Regions from separate parts of the Mus musculus genome. Here all the other regions are linked to region 1. Evidence: chromatin contacts called from public Hi-C and promoter capture Hi-C data. All regions are on one chromosome and are shown on one strand. The core of a region is the stretch at or near the end of the contact, and the rest is flanking DNA. Distances in the headings are between cores, read along the strand shown.

Region 1 (2,756 bases), core at 117-2,616:
ACAACCACCCGTGATGAGGTCTGGCGCCCTCTTCTGGTGCATCTGAAGACAGCTACGGTGTACTTACATATAATAATAAATAAATCTTTAAAAAAAAAAAAGAAGGAGGAGGAGGAGGAGGAGGAGGAAAAGAAGATAACAATGATTTCTTTCAAACACAGATCAGAGCTCAGTATTATTAGGCCGTTGTTCACCGGTGTCCTACTAAGATTTGACTACTAAGATTTGACTAAGGAAGGTCAAATCCCTCCAGCAAGAACCCACCCAGGGCTCTCCAACCACTCTCTCTCAAGCTTGTCTTCAACAATGAGCTACACATCTCTCAGGAACGCAAAGCCACTTTGGTTCTGAGCGGTTCTAAGCTCCTGTATGTTCTTATACTATCTAACTTTCCCTCCCACAGAACTCTCATTTTGTAAGTTCCTTGGCAACTACTTGCCTCGCACAACTTATTTCGGGCCTTTTAAAGAAAGCCTTCCTTGGACTTTCAGGTTGGACTAAAAGACATCAGATCACAGCATTAAAATGTCATCTTCTTCTTTAAACTCCCACTCCCTCAACTAACTAGTGCAAGGCGAGGCTGAATTGGTTCTCAGTAGATAGACAGTATAGCGGAAGAGGACTCGTTACAGGGTTCTGACAATTGCCCTAGGAGGTGATATCCAATAACGTCGCCAAGATGCTCCAGAAACCGCTAGCCCTCACTCTGGCCCATCTGGAGCAGCCGGTCCCTAGGGTCATCGGAGCCTTCCGAGCAGTGAGAACGCCCAGCTGCATTCACGTGAGTCAACCAAGCCAGAGATTCAATAACTTGTCCCACATCACAAAGTTTACTTGGGGACCCCGACAAGATCAGGCTTCCAAAGCTCTGCACACATGCCTCGCACAAGTGAGGATGTAGACAGCTAACTCCAACCCCACCTGGGTGCAGCAACAAGCAGAGGGAGGCCTCAGGGTCTTGCGGAGCCTGGTCCCCGGGGAGGCAGGCGGTAGACCTGTCACGGGAACGCGGGTCCCTCCCTGACCGGGCGCCGAGCTCCTCTTCCTTTCCCCGGTTTGCACTCTGTCGGTGCCTCAGCCTCGGGACGTGGAGGGAATGGGAGGACGGCGGGCTGCGGGGTACTCCCCACACACCCGCACCCTCTGGCCCGGCTGAGGCGAGGCCCGGTTCTCACCTCGCCTCCTCGGCTCGTTCCCCGGTCGCCCCGGTCTCGCGGGGTGTGGGATGGTCCAGCGGCGGCGGCCGGTAGGTTATTCCAGTTCGTATTCCAGCTCCGGCTTTGCCAGTTTTCCTGCCCTGGTCCGCTGGGCCACGCCCCTATCATGCGCAGGCGCAGTCTTTAGGCCGCGCCTCCAGTTCCTTAACCGCACCTCCGGGAACCTAAAGAACCTCGTTCTCGAACCGGAAGTTGGAGGGCCGAATCTAGCTCCGGGAACGCTAGAGCGCCGGAAGTTGTGTGTTGGTGGTGGGGGTTTTTTCTTCTTTGGTTTGCAGTAGCTGTGCTTTGAATTTAGAGACTGCGGCGACGAGTTCGTGGTCCACGCTGCTCCTGAGACTGCCAGGATGTCTGCGATTCCTGCAGAGGAGAGCGACCAGCTGCTGATCCGACCCCTGTAAGGGATGCGCTAGAGAGGGAGCGAGCCCCCCTCCCCGTATGTGTGAGAGCCTGGAGGGACCCCCGCGGAGGCAGCTGCGGGTCCAGCCTCTCAGGTTCAAGGGATTTGGAGAACATTGATCGATGGGCTATCTAGGTTGAATGTCATTTTTCCTTCAGTCTCGGGGAGGGTATTTTGGGGAAAAAAAATCCAGGTCATTGGGTGTTTTCATAAAGAAAGGGTTGCCAATTAACACAAGTCTGGATCTCGTACATCAGAGCAAGCCTTGAGGGAACCGACAGATAGAGGACACTGCAAGGAAGAACTGCATCTGCCTCCTTTCCAGGACCCTACACGTGCTCAGATGGGCGGGGAAATTAAAGACGTGGTGTATGTACTTTGAGAGCTCAGACCTTAGCAGAAGGTAGGAGGAAATTGGAGAGGGGAAAGCTGAGGCGTTTCCGCGAGAAATTAAGAGCTAAATCACCATAAAAGATTGGTTTTAGTGGAAATGGCGTTCTGGAATATTTTGTAGAGAATTGCCTCACACATTTAAAGGTGCAGAACGTACTGGATGAGCGGTGAGACTCATCCAATACACGTGGTTGTTGTTCAGCATGAGACACTATTTGGCACCACATGAATGTGTACATTTTCAAAGGCCGGAAACTATCTCCTTTACCCACTCATAAAGTAAGATTTACTGAGCACTTACCAATGAATGTACCCAAGTGATGCTGTCATCTCCCTATATACACTAAGCAAATATCAAACAAAATCACCAGGCATGGGCTGAGTTCATTGATTTCACGCCTTTGGTGAAATTGTAAAGTGGGGAGTGCTGGAATGAGTTTGTGAAAATAGACAGCTACGTTGGTGTCAGACCTGAAACCCAGTCTTCCTGTTTAATACGGAAGTAGCCTCAATGAACCCACTTCCTCATGTGGAAAAAAGCACTCACTGTGAGGAGTGCTTGCTCTTGGGCAGTGCAGTGATACCAGTGACCGTGCTCAGTGCTCATTTTGACATCTGTTTCAGGAGTATAGGTCAGCACTGTGCTGAGTCTCAAAACAGTTGGAAACTCTTCTGACAGATCTCACGCATTCTGGAAATGTGATTGACATTCGAGCTAAGGCTTAAAGAGTTGGAAAAAATTAAAG
Region 2 (2,756 bases), core at 113-2,612, about 19 Mb after region 1:
AATGATCAAAGAGTAGTAGCTAGGTCAACAAATACCTAATGGCTATTATCTTGGTGTGGAACGACTGGGGGCATTCCAATATTCAACTCCATAATCTTAACAATTACTTAGTGAGATGACTACCCATTTCAATACTACTCGACTTATGTCTTGTGTGCAGTCTTGTAGAAGGGACCTTCGGCTGCAATCATTTTTTTTTCTTCTCAACCATATGTTAAGAGAATCGTACATTCAGTTCAGCAATTAACCATCCAGAAAAAGCTTTGTCTTAGCATGGAAGGAAAAAAAAAAAAAACTTATCCCTAACTTTCCAGCCAATTGCAACCTCGGCTTCTCACCACCTCTTATCACTGCATGGAACCTATAGAATGCAGCACAAAGGAGAACGCGGTCGCTAGGCTGGCAGCACAAGGGCTGCGGGGGCTCCCGGTTTCTGCAGGTACCGGGTTAGGAGTGGAAGCCACGCTAAGGGTGGGGCGGTGGCCATGGCTTCCGACGCCTCTACCCCGCCTTAGAGGACCTGCGAGACGCGCAGGAAAACAGCGGGATGGAAGCCACTCGTGCCTCTGCGTCACCCTGGCCCCATCACGCAAAGCTCAGGCCTCGTGACGCAAAAGCCGGTCCAAGCCCGCTGGACGTTTGACACTCCCGAGAACTCCATGTTGGAGGGAGCGCCACAGGCAGCGCAACAGCGGCAAGCCACCGGCGCTCCGCCCCATCTCTAGCTCGATAAAGAACCGGACAGCAGGCAGCGACGTCTAGGAAGAACGCCAAGTCCTGGTCACCCTTATTCTGACTCTCCCTCCGGCCCAAGGTCCCAGTTCTCCCCGCCCCCAGGGCCGGAGCTCCAGCACTGCTCCCGCGTGCCAGCTCAAGAAGCGCGAGTCCCAGGGCATGATGGGAACTGCAGTTCAGCCGTACCACGCGCTATGCAGACTTGGGCGTCCGAAGCGAAGACCGAACTACAAGTCCCACCGCGCCCCAGGCCGGGGTCTCCCGTTCGGCCGGCCAGCCGGCTCCCGGGCGTGGGGACACCCCTCACCTGCCGTGGCCGCCGACGTCGCTGCCCCGGAGCCGCCGCCACCCCCGCCACCGCGGTGGGGAGCGTTCCGCTTCTTGTTCTTCGGCATCGTGGGCCGCCCGGTGCCGCCTACACTTGGAGCTCAGCGAGGATCAGCCGATGGAGCTGCACTGTCTACTCGTGCGTCTGTGCGGCGGGCGGCTGAGAGGCGAGTCTCGGGCTAACAAGAGAGGCGAGGAGCGGCGCGGGTGAGAAGCGGCAGCAGCAGCAGCAGAAATCCCCGTGAAGAGCTGCGAGCGGAAACGATACATGTTTCTCTCTAGCGCGGGAGCGAAGGCGGGGTGGCCAGACCACGACGCCTTAAGTAGCCAGACGGCGGCTTGTCGTCACCATGCGTGGGCGGGCCTCCATCGCTCGCTGGCCAATCGCTGCAGATCTCCCCACCGCGGCGTCCACTGGGGCGGTGCCTGCATTCGGACTCCCATTCCCAGAGCCTCAGTCTGCCCTCGGTGCCTGGGCTGCTATGCCTTAGGGCCGCGTGGAGCTTTGGGAGATGTAGTTAGCGAGAGGGCGCGGCCTTCTCCGGGCTCCTCCCAGTCCGATTGCGTCGTGACCTCGTCCCAACGAGGCGTCCGCCCTGGAATTCACCCGGGTAGTCACCGCGATGAGCCATGCGGCAGTTATGCAGCTTGATGAACGTCAGCTTGTAAGATCACGTGTAACAACCTTTCCCCTGCTAATATGAGGCCCCTGTCCAAGCACAACCATACCCTCCTGTGGGTTTAGGGACGTGGGCTCCCCACCCTCCAAAAAAAGTATGCTTTCAGCTACTTCAACTTGTATTGTTCGTGGACCTCATATTCTAGACTAATATCTCAAATAACGAGACTGATGATTCAGTCTCAGATTTTCTTACAAAGATGTGACCTTGATTCCACCTGCCAGTTTGGAGGTCAGTTTGGGATAAGAGTTTATGAGAAGTTCGCAGCTGGCAAAACATACATGAGTTATATCAACAGTCGCAAAGGGGTTTATTTTCTCAAGGTGCTCCCGTTGATCTGTTTTCCGTGTCGCAACACCCAGTCCTGTTTTCAGGAGCTGCTAGTAGGTTCCTATACTGTCCATATGACAGAACAAACTCACTGACTCGTGCAAGTGACTCACTCTGCACTCCACCTCTCACCTCGGCTTCATTCTATTTCAAGTGATGATAGTAAGTCTTTCTCCGTCTTAATGTCCCTCTTGTACCTTAAGCCAACTTAAATTTTTCTCTCCTTTTCTTTACTGCCATATTCTTAATAGTTAATATATTATCTTCCCCCATATTCTGTAATTTATTCACCGTAATTTATTCAGTTTGTTCATAGTGCCCCCCCCCCAGCAATTGATTTTAAAATGAAACTCAGGGCTGTATCTTGATCTCTAGCCATACATAGCTTCAGTTCATACCAGGTCACCCATTTCAATGTTTCATGCCCAGGAAGGCTGATTATTTACTCAAGTGTCTTGTTTGACTAATCCACCTATGTTTATAGTTGTTCCAGAACCTCACAGACTGCCAGTCCTCCTAACCTAGCCTCTCTCACTGCTTTCTAGATATCTTGTTCTTCTCCTGAACTCAACTGGTCTTCGTTTCCAGTACAGGGCTCTTTTTGTTACTTTGACTTCATTGTTCATGAATGCCCTAACCCACCCCCCATCTTCATCTTAAGAATTATCTCTGTCTATCAAGACC
Region 3 (2,756 bases), core at 87-2,586, about 18 Mb before region 1:
ACATCAAGTAAAACATTAGAACTTGACTTGATTCCATTGGGTTGAAAACAGAAACCGTCCATCTGCTTCGTTGAGGTCTTGAAAAAGCACTGTGAGCCAACCATGCCAGATTCCCACCCCAAGCACGAAGGGCCTCCGATTGTTTGACACATCAATGGTTCAGTCAAGACAGCCAACTCACTTTCCCCCGCCCCTCTCATTTTCCTTAATGATTCTGCAACTCTCAAGTTTACTCCAAGTTACAGTCAGATAGAATATTTTCTCTTTGACCCCCAATTCGGGCCTTTGCCACATAGCCAGTACTGCTTCAATCCCAACCACTAAATTACGTCTATTACAAATAGCACATCAAGTAACTTCATGCAATTATGGTAAGGCCAGGCAAGTCACTTAAAGAAACCGGATTCTGGAACGCTGCTAAATGCTGCATATTTTGTGCCAGAAGGCACCGAACAGAGAAGGAGACTTGAGACCGGATGGTAAGCATGGGAAGACCCCGCCCCAGTAAGGCTATTCCGATTCCAACAGTAACTTAGGTCTGTCGTCTGGAATCGGAATCACTGGAACAAAGGCGTAAATTCCGGGAAGCAAGATGTCTGGAATAAAAGAAAACGGCTCGCGGCTACAGAGCCCCCACACCATCCTCCCACAGGTCTTACCTATGGTGGAAATAAAGGTGGTATTGAAGGCATCGTCCGAAAAACGAAAAAGGACGCAGGTCTTGCCCACTCCCGAGTCCCCGATCAGGAGCAGCTTGAAAAGCAGGTCGTACGTCTTCTTCGCCATTGGGAGGAGCGGCTCGGGCGCTCGCCGCCGGTAGCCCCAAGGGATCGGAACTGCTCACTACAACCAACTCCTCACCCGGGCGTTCTGGGGCCGCAGCAGCCGGGTAGCGTGTGCGGAAGGAGAAAGCAGCTCTCGAGACGGAGCAGGAGACCTTCCGAACGGCCTCGTCGAGGAAGCCCCGACGGTGGCGGCGCCCGTGCCTCCGAGGGGCGGCGCCCGCGGCTCCGCAGCCTCTCCCAGCCGCTCCGCCCGGTTCCGGGGAGTCGGTCGGGACAAAATGGCCTCCCCTCCCCCCTCAGCGCAGCTCGGCCGGGACGCTCCCACGGGCGGACGAGCGAGCTCTACGTCGAGGGAGCGCGGCGGGCTTGAACACGGCCTCCGCCCGGAGCAGAAACCCCGCGCTAGGACACGGGCGAGGGCAGCGGGAGGTCTCGCGAGCCGACAAGCCCTGCTACATAACCCCAGGAAACAGAGCCGCCCCGGCCAGAGCCACCTTTTTCCCCGTGCCCTCTCACGCCGGCGTGCGCGCAGCCTGAGACGCACGCAAGGACGTACACCCGCCCTTCTCTCGCGCCCTCGCCCCTGCGGCCCGCCTCTGCGCACGCGCGCGGGCGGGCAAGTAGGGCACGCGGAGGCGGGACCAGAGGGGGCGAGGCCGCGGGCGCGCTCCCTACGGCCTCCTGATTGGGTGAGCGGCTTGACGAACACGCCCCGCGGGGGAGGTGCGGCCCGGGAACTGCGCAGGCGCACTACGTCCGTATAGCTCCTGCCCTCCCTCCCTTGCCTTTTCCGGGGCGCCCAGCTGACTGCTGGAATCCTCTACTCCCTCTCAGTATCCTGTTGAGGAGCTAAGGATGTTAGCCCAGCGACGGGCGTGGCTGGCTGTGTGTGTGTGTGTGTGTGTATAGTTCATATAGATGAGAGAGAAAGAAGTGCTCTGGGCCACTCAGGAACCTCCTTACTAAACCCGGACATCTCCAGAAGAGATCCCGCTTGTGGGCTGGTCCTGACAACCTGGTCTCCTTAAGAAGCTAGAGTTGATAGAGCCGGGATTCCAAACTGAAAAAGGCGCAGCGCTCCTGGGGTTGGAATGATGTCATCGGCCTGAGGAACCCCGGGTGCGGGGAGAACCTCCCTGCGAATGGAAGCTTCTTTGCTGCTTCGGGCCTAAGCAGCCCTTGGAATCCCGGGAGCTGAAGCGCTCTATTCAGAAAAGGCGGGCGGTCACTGTAGCCAAAGTTGTACCACCAAATCGAAAATCTGAAAGCCTGCCCCATCCCAACCGATCTCTTCCTTGCTTTTCACTTGTTTGTAGGTTGGTTGTTTTGTTGCAAAGTCTGTACACCAGTACTGACTTCCAATTCATGAATCTCCAGTCTCAGCCTCCTGAGGGCTACTCTGGTGGGGTAACTCCACCACACCTGTGCCATGTCTTTTCTCTAGTTTTGTCCCTTTTCCCTCTCTCCCTATCAGTTTTATTTACACCTCCCTTTTCTTCCTTTCTATAGTCGAAATAAGCAAATTTCTAACTTACCTTTCTAAGTATGCTCCAGCACCCGCAGAATGTGATGGTAGAATGGTTGAACCTGATGAGCTGATTCACCAATAAGGAGATTTTTATTTAGGTAAATTTTATATACACACACACATAACTAATTAGCATATAACAAATATATAAGCATATTAAATAAAAATAAGCTACACTTTGGCAGACACCTCGCCATCACCAACATGTGCATTTCATGTGTAAGTAAAGCCTTTGATCATGTTCTTTTCTGACCATCTTAGATGTGATCATGCTCTTCAAAGACTTGTCCTCCTTCTAAACACCCATAAGCCTTTGAAGGTGTTTGTGTTCTCTAAACCATCTCCCAGTTGATTCTCTGATTGGTTTTAGTTTTCTCATTAAACTATATCCTCCAAATCATTCTTCCTCCAGCTGGGACTGTCGTGCTGTATCATGAATCAAC
Region 4 (2,756 bases), core at 117-2,616, about 13 Mb before region 1:
TTTCTGAGATGGCTGATGCGTGGTAGCCACAGCCTGTTTTCCCACGCTGGTATCAAAGGCCTGCAGACTGCCAAAGGCTGCCTAGCCTCACTTTTCAGCCCTACTTGCCTTCCTTTCCCTCCTGATTTCCAAGCTAGATCTTTGGCTGGGCAGAATTGAAGCCAAAATTACTTGCATTTCCGCCTGAAATTAGTTAAATTTTCCCTATCTGTCTGCTTTAATGACTTCAATGGAGATTAATAAAAGCCAGATGACACACACATACTACAACCACCCCACAACCCCACCCACATCCTACCTTTGGAGGGCCCTACACAGGGTAAAATGTGATGTTTGAGCTCCAACCATCCCTTTTCTCCCCACACAAGCCGAGGCCCTGGACTCTGGCTGCTGGGGCCTACTGTCACAGAAGGAAGGCAGGCACCCAAACTCTCTTCCCATACACAAGCCACCATCCACCCGAAACGGCCTGCCTGAGAGGGGTCCTTCTGATACCGAGAGGCCATGACTTTAATTGGATACCAGCTGCTCTACCCTGAATTCCCCTGAGCTTCAATTTGTGTATAGTCCCCAGTCCCCCGCTGAACACAAGGCACTACCATCACTGCTCTCGTCCCTCTTGGCGGGAACTCAAAGGCCACAACTCCTGCCCTTCTTTCTTCTCCCAGGGCTCCAGGCCCAAGGCTACACTAGACCCTTCCCCCAAAGAAGCGGATCTTGAGCTCCGCTTGGCTTGAGGGGAACCTGCCAGCCTGTTCTGAAGAGCGGCTCCCACTCCCTTAGCCCTCGGAGACCAAGCCTTGACTGGCTTAGGGGTTCGTGAACAATGACTTCGAAGACAACTTTTTCTCTCCAGCACCTGAGGATAACTATAGGGATCATAGTTCAGGATCGAATCGGGCAGAGGCTTGCCTCCCCCGGCTCGTCTCCAGTCAAGAGTAGACGGGATGGGCTGGTGCGCAGAAGACGCGTAAAGTACCTTGAGTTGCTTGGTCTGTGAAGCCGGTGATTGTGTCCACACGCCCGTGCCCTGAAGCTGCCGCGACCGGAGCCCTCCCCGCCAGGCTCCTGTAAAGCGACATCATGAAGTGGTGTGGCACCACCGAGCCGTTCCTGAAGCCAGAACCCGCAGCGCGGCGCACAGCTCGGGGACCCGGAACCGCAGCGGCCTGGAGAGCTGAAGGGCCTGGAGCCCGGGCGAGGGTCCGCCCGCCGCCGCCGCCCCCGGGGCTCCAGGCTGGTCCAGCCCCCGCCGCTCGGAGCACCGCGGCAGCTTCTAGCCCGTCGCGGGGACGGCAAGCGCTCAGCAGCCAGAGACACAGCGCGGCGGCAGCGCTCAGGTCCATGGGCTCCTTGGGCCGGCCGGCCGCGCGACACGGGCTCCGTGGCTCCGGGAAGTCCCCCGACGCCTTTTGAACATAGTGTTTAATAATGGGGGAAGTGTGCGCAGCAAGCCGCTGCCCCCCTCCTCTCCCACCCCACCCCCGCCCAGCGCTCGGAGCAGCGCCCCCTGCTGAACGTTCAACCCGCAGCGCTGAGCCCCCCAACTCAGGCCTATCGCGCAGTGCAGGGTAGAAGTCGCCTCCCCTTGCTGTAGTGCCTGGTCCTTGTCCTTGCCAAGAGAAGGCCATCCGCCCGAGGCTCCTGCCACAACGCGGTGCCCCGCCTCCCCTCCCGAAGGTACTACGAGCCCCCACCCCCCTCCGCCCCAAGACCTCAGCGCACTCCTTGGCTGGAAGATGGGGCGTCTCGCGTACCCGCCCAGCTTCCTCCCGACTCCTCCATGGAGAAACACCGCCCTCCGCGTGATCTTGTGAGTGCTAGGGATGCCAGACCCGGGCCAAGTCAAGACTGGGCCCCTCCCATCCAGCTTTCTCGCCGTACGCCCCCTTGATGGATGCTCATTAGGGAGTTCCTAGGGATGCTTACGATACACATTTGGATGCCACCCTCTCCCGTCCACAGCCCTCTGAAGATAACAGTGGGAGGCCAGAGAAAGGGAGAGGATCTGTGATGAAGGATGAGTGGCTGGAGGGTACAGATGGGCACGGACCGGAAAAGCTTTGGGTGGGCATCTTGAGCCAAAGCAGGAGCTGAAATCTTAAAGGGTTTAATGAATTAGGAAGGCGGGGACCAGCGGAATCCTACTCAAATTAGGTCTCAGGGTTTGAATGTGCAAAGTAATTTGCCCGGGGAAAGGGGAGAGTGGGGCAGGTGACCACATTTCTTCAAGGTCTTCAGAGCAAAAGGCAAGAGTGCAACCACAAGCCCAGAGGCTGCGTTGCAAAGCCATGGAATAGCGCTCGGATGCCAGCATGGTTATAGCACTCTATGAGCATGGGTGGAAAGGGCCACCTCTGGTCTATGCCTGGGCGACTCTTGAGCATACAGACGCTGGGACTTTTGTTTGGCTAACTTCCTCCCCACTCCTGCTCTGAGGGGGGAAGGCGCCAGCATGTGTGTCGATTTAGTTCAGACAAACCCCAGAGCAAGAATGTCCAGAAAATAGACCAACTGTCCAAGGGATTTAAAAGCCTGGACCCCAAATCCATTACTTTAGCATTGTTCTGGATACCAAACTCAGAATCCACGCCCGGTCCGTGAGTCAGGTCAAGGTGCTATCTAAAAGCCTCTTCCTAATAAACTACATAGCCCAGGCTCCCGCGTTGGAGTCTTATACTCCCACCTCGCCCTCTGGATAGCAGGCACGCGTGCACCTGGACCACGGTCTGTGCTGCTGGCCTCCCTACTCAGGG
Region 5 (2,756 bases), core at 112-2,611, about 10 Mb after region 1:
ATATTTAATGGCTTACAGTTTTATTAAAACTTCAGAAAGCATTGTTAATTTTATTGCCAAGGATCAGTTTAGTATTCTAATTAAAATCCCAAAACTTTGAATTCAGGTATTTAAGTATTTCAATGATATTCATTTCATCTGTCATTCTGCTTCCTAACAAATCTACTTAACAGTCTGTAATCACTTATAAGATCTATAAAGATGTTCTTAAGCCACCAACTGGACTAGGAAAATGTACCAACAACGGAGTGGCCTCACATTCTGGAAGTCCCACAAATTGCATCATAATCTCACACTCTCTAAGCAGTGTGACTACCATTTCCTAAGGCCAGGGCCACATAAAGAAAGCACACTTCCAGCTCCTATCACAGCGAGTAAGCAATGGACAGCAGCGACAATATACTCTGATGCAGCAAGGTTTTTTACTTGAAGACAACTTCTGCACCTGAGATCAAGATATGCCAACCAAAGAGGAACAAAGAACTGTCTGTACTGAGAGACGCGGCTCACCTTCTCCCTAAAACAGTGACATTTTGCGTGTTACATTAACTTTTAAAGACACAGACGGCTCAGCCGTGAAGAGTCTCATTTCTGTATTGTCCCTAAAGTTATCCTGCTACCCTGCCACTAGGCCTCATACATTCAATTTGGCAGCTGTCAATTGGCAGGTGAAATGGGAAAGTTGTTTGGACGACAAACCGCTGCAATTAAAACTATAAGCCCCAGGGCCTGACTGATGGCAGGGTGCACTAGTTTAGAGACGTGAATGAAAACAGATCCTTGGAGGAGGAACTCGCGGGACGGTGTGTTGGAGCTGACCACGTCTGGGCCAGTCGGGCCTCAAGGTTACTTCCCCGCCGTAGGAGAGTAGGCCACCCCCCGGGTCATTAGGATGAGGCGAAAGGTAGGAAGGGGCAGGCCGCGCGTGGCAAGGGTCATTTACTCCTCCCCGAAACTGGGGGAGGGCCCAGGCCCCTGGACCAGCGTCCGGGTCGTGTGGGGCTGCGGGCAGTCATTCCGCAGCAGGGCCCTCCCGAGCCCGGGCTCGCGCTCCCCGCTGCCTCGGGAGGCCGCACCGAGCCGGCATAGAGGCGGGGCCGCGGCGGTTCCCGGCGGCAGGCCGCGTCCGGGCCCACAGCGGGCGTCTAAGTGCCTGTGGTCCAGCATCATCCCCTCGCGGGCCGCCCTCACCTTGGCCAAGGAGCGGTACACACGACTCCAGCTCTGCATCGTCCCTCGGTCCCGTCCCTCCAACCAGGGGTTTTCACCTCCGCTGAACGCCTGGTAAGACTTATCCAAGGTCTCCCCACCCTGCGCCTGCGCAACATATACGTCATCGCCGAGGAGCAGCGCGATTGGCCCGAAAGGCAGAGGCTTTCCGGTCGCTTCGTCGTGCGCTGTCGTGAAGGGCGCTGCGCTTTGTGGCAGCTGGGGAATTGGAGAACTGTTGCTCAAATGACTGGAGTAGAGTTGCAAATTATCCTTGAAAGACGAACTAGATAAATAAAAATGTTGTTTCTTCAGTAAAGCCCACAGAAAGTAAAGTTTAAATAGGAAAGGAAGAAAAGTTTGACAACTTGACAAGCTTATGGTTGTGCTAGATATTCGTGGGCAGTAGGCTTTATCTAGCTTTACAAAAACCGTATGAACTGTTTGCATTTTCTGGATGGAGCCCTGAGAGGTTAAAGAAAGCAAAGGAGAGGTAACTGCAGCTCTACGAACAAAGGCTTTGATTTTAACGGCTGGTTTACAATCTCTGTTCTCGAAGGCAATGGAAAGGATAGGCTTGAACCTTTCTTCACCAACATCCTGTTCTGAAAACTGCGCTAACAAAAAGTATAGAAAACAAGCTCCCTTCTATTTTTGTATTTTGAAAGCACGCCTCCCTTGTAGAAGAAACTAGAAGGGTTGGGATGGTGGGTGAGGTGTTAGGTTTTCATTGAGAGTGCACCTAAAAGATTGCTAACTGTTGTCTATAAGATTGAGCACAGAGCCTGGCGTGGTGGGCTACGCCTTTAATCCCAGCACTCGGGAGGCAGAGGCAGGCAGATTTCTCAGTTCGAGGCCAGGCCAGCCTGGTCTACAGAGTGAGTTCCAGGACAGCCAGAGCTCCCTATCTCGAAAAACAAAAACAAAAACAAAAAAAAAAAAAAAATTGAGCACAGAGATTTAAGGTCTGATACCACTTTGTAATAACAGTCTCTAGTTTAAACCTTAACTCTATACTTCTCAAAAGTTTACAGCCCAGGCACTGTACTGAACTCCATAGAGTTAGGGATTAGATGAATATTACTTCTTACCTATCTATGCCCATTTAGAAGGAAAAAGACATGAATAAATGATTTTTTAATGTTATGACGAAAGCTAGCTGTTACCAAATATTAATCACCACCACAACCCCTTTTTGGTTTCTTGAGAGAGTGTCTCATGTGTCCCAGACTGGCTTCAAACTCAATATAGAGCTTAGAATGACCTTGAATTTATAGTCCTCTTGCCTTCATCTCCTGAGTGCTGGGATTACAGGTGCCCACCACCATGTGTTGCTGATTGCTGGGAACGGAACCCAGAGCTTCTAGTATACCAGGCAAGCATTCTTCACCTGAGTTACATCTTAAGCCCTTGTTTTCCCCTTTCATAAGATAAGAGATTGTTCAGCTGGACAGATGGGTATTCAGAATAGCATTGTCTTTTCCGGGTCCCATACAGCTAAAGGTAGACGTATGATCAAATACTGGTCAATGATCTCCATTTATTGT

What was found. Promoter capture Hi-C pulls out the DNA fragments that hold promoters and counts their contacts. A called contact is a pair of places that touch in the nucleus more often than the background predicts.
Region 2: a promoter capture Hi-C map of pre-B cells shows a contact between it and region 1. The contact joins the promoter of Ifrd1 here to the promoter of Cpsf3 in region 1. A contact is called at or near these places in 1 of 39 promoter capture datasets (pre-B cells) and 1 of 484 Hi-C or Micro-C datasets (CD8 T cells).
Region 3: a promoter capture Hi-C map of pre-B cells shows a contact between it and region 1. The contact joins the promoter of Rab10 here to the promoter of Cpsf3 in region 1. A contact is called at or near these places in 4 of 39 promoter capture datasets (cranial neural crest, frontonasal cranial neural crest, pre-B cells and 1 more).
Region 4: a promoter capture Hi-C map of cranial neural crest shows a contact between it and region 1. The contact joins the promoter of Gdf7 here to the promoter of Cpsf3 in region 1.
Region 5: a Hi-C map of B cells shows a contact between it and region 1, with 5 read pairs. The contact joins the promoter of Dld here to the promoter of Cpsf3 in region 1. A contact is called at or near these places in 2 of 39 promoter capture datasets (cranial neural crest and pre-B cells) and 1 of 484 Hi-C or Micro-C datasets (B cells).

The regions. Positions count from the first base shown.
Region 1 is chr12:21,284,931-21,287,686 of GRCm38.p6, forward strand. It overlaps Cpsf3 (cleavage and polyadenylation specificity factor 3), which reads left to right and starts at 1,367. Exons shown (of 18, transcript NM_018813.3): 1 at 1,367-1,614. The coding sequence starts at 1,565. Itgb1bp1 (integrin beta 1 binding protein 1) reads right to left here and starts at 1,354. Exons shown (of 7, transcript NM_008403.5): 1 at 1,176-1,354.
Region 2 is chr12:40,221,827-40,224,582 of GRCm38.p6, forward strand. Ifrd1 (interferon-related developmental regulator 1) reads right to left here and starts at 1,363. Exons shown (of 12, transcript NM_013562.2): 1 at 1,043-1,363. The coding sequence starts at 1,130. It overlaps Mir1938 (microRNA 1938), which reads right to left and starts at 985; the gene lies at 886-985. Gm7008 (predicted gene 7008) reads left to right here and starts at 1,538. Exons shown (of 3, transcript NR_045157.1): 1 at 1,538-1,727.
Region 3 is chr12:3,308,633-3,311,388 of GRCm38.p6, forward strand. It overlaps Rab10 (RAB10, member RAS oncogene family), which reads right to left and starts at 1,337. Exons shown (of 6, transcript NM_016676.5): 1 at 660-1,337. The coding sequence starts at 786.
Region 4 is chr12:8,300,588-8,303,343 of GRCm38.p6, forward strand. Gdf7 (growth differentiation factor 7) reads right to left here and starts at 1,367. Exons shown (of 2, transcript NM_001312876.1): 1 at 980-1,367. The coding sequence starts at 1,346. It also overlaps a transcript of Ldah not described here.
Region 5 is chr12:31,350,110-31,352,865 of GRCm38.p6, forward strand. It overlaps Dld (dihydrolipoamide dehydrogenase), which reads right to left and starts at 1,362. Exons shown (of 14, transcript NM_007861.5): 1 at 1,192-1,362. The coding sequence starts at 1,230.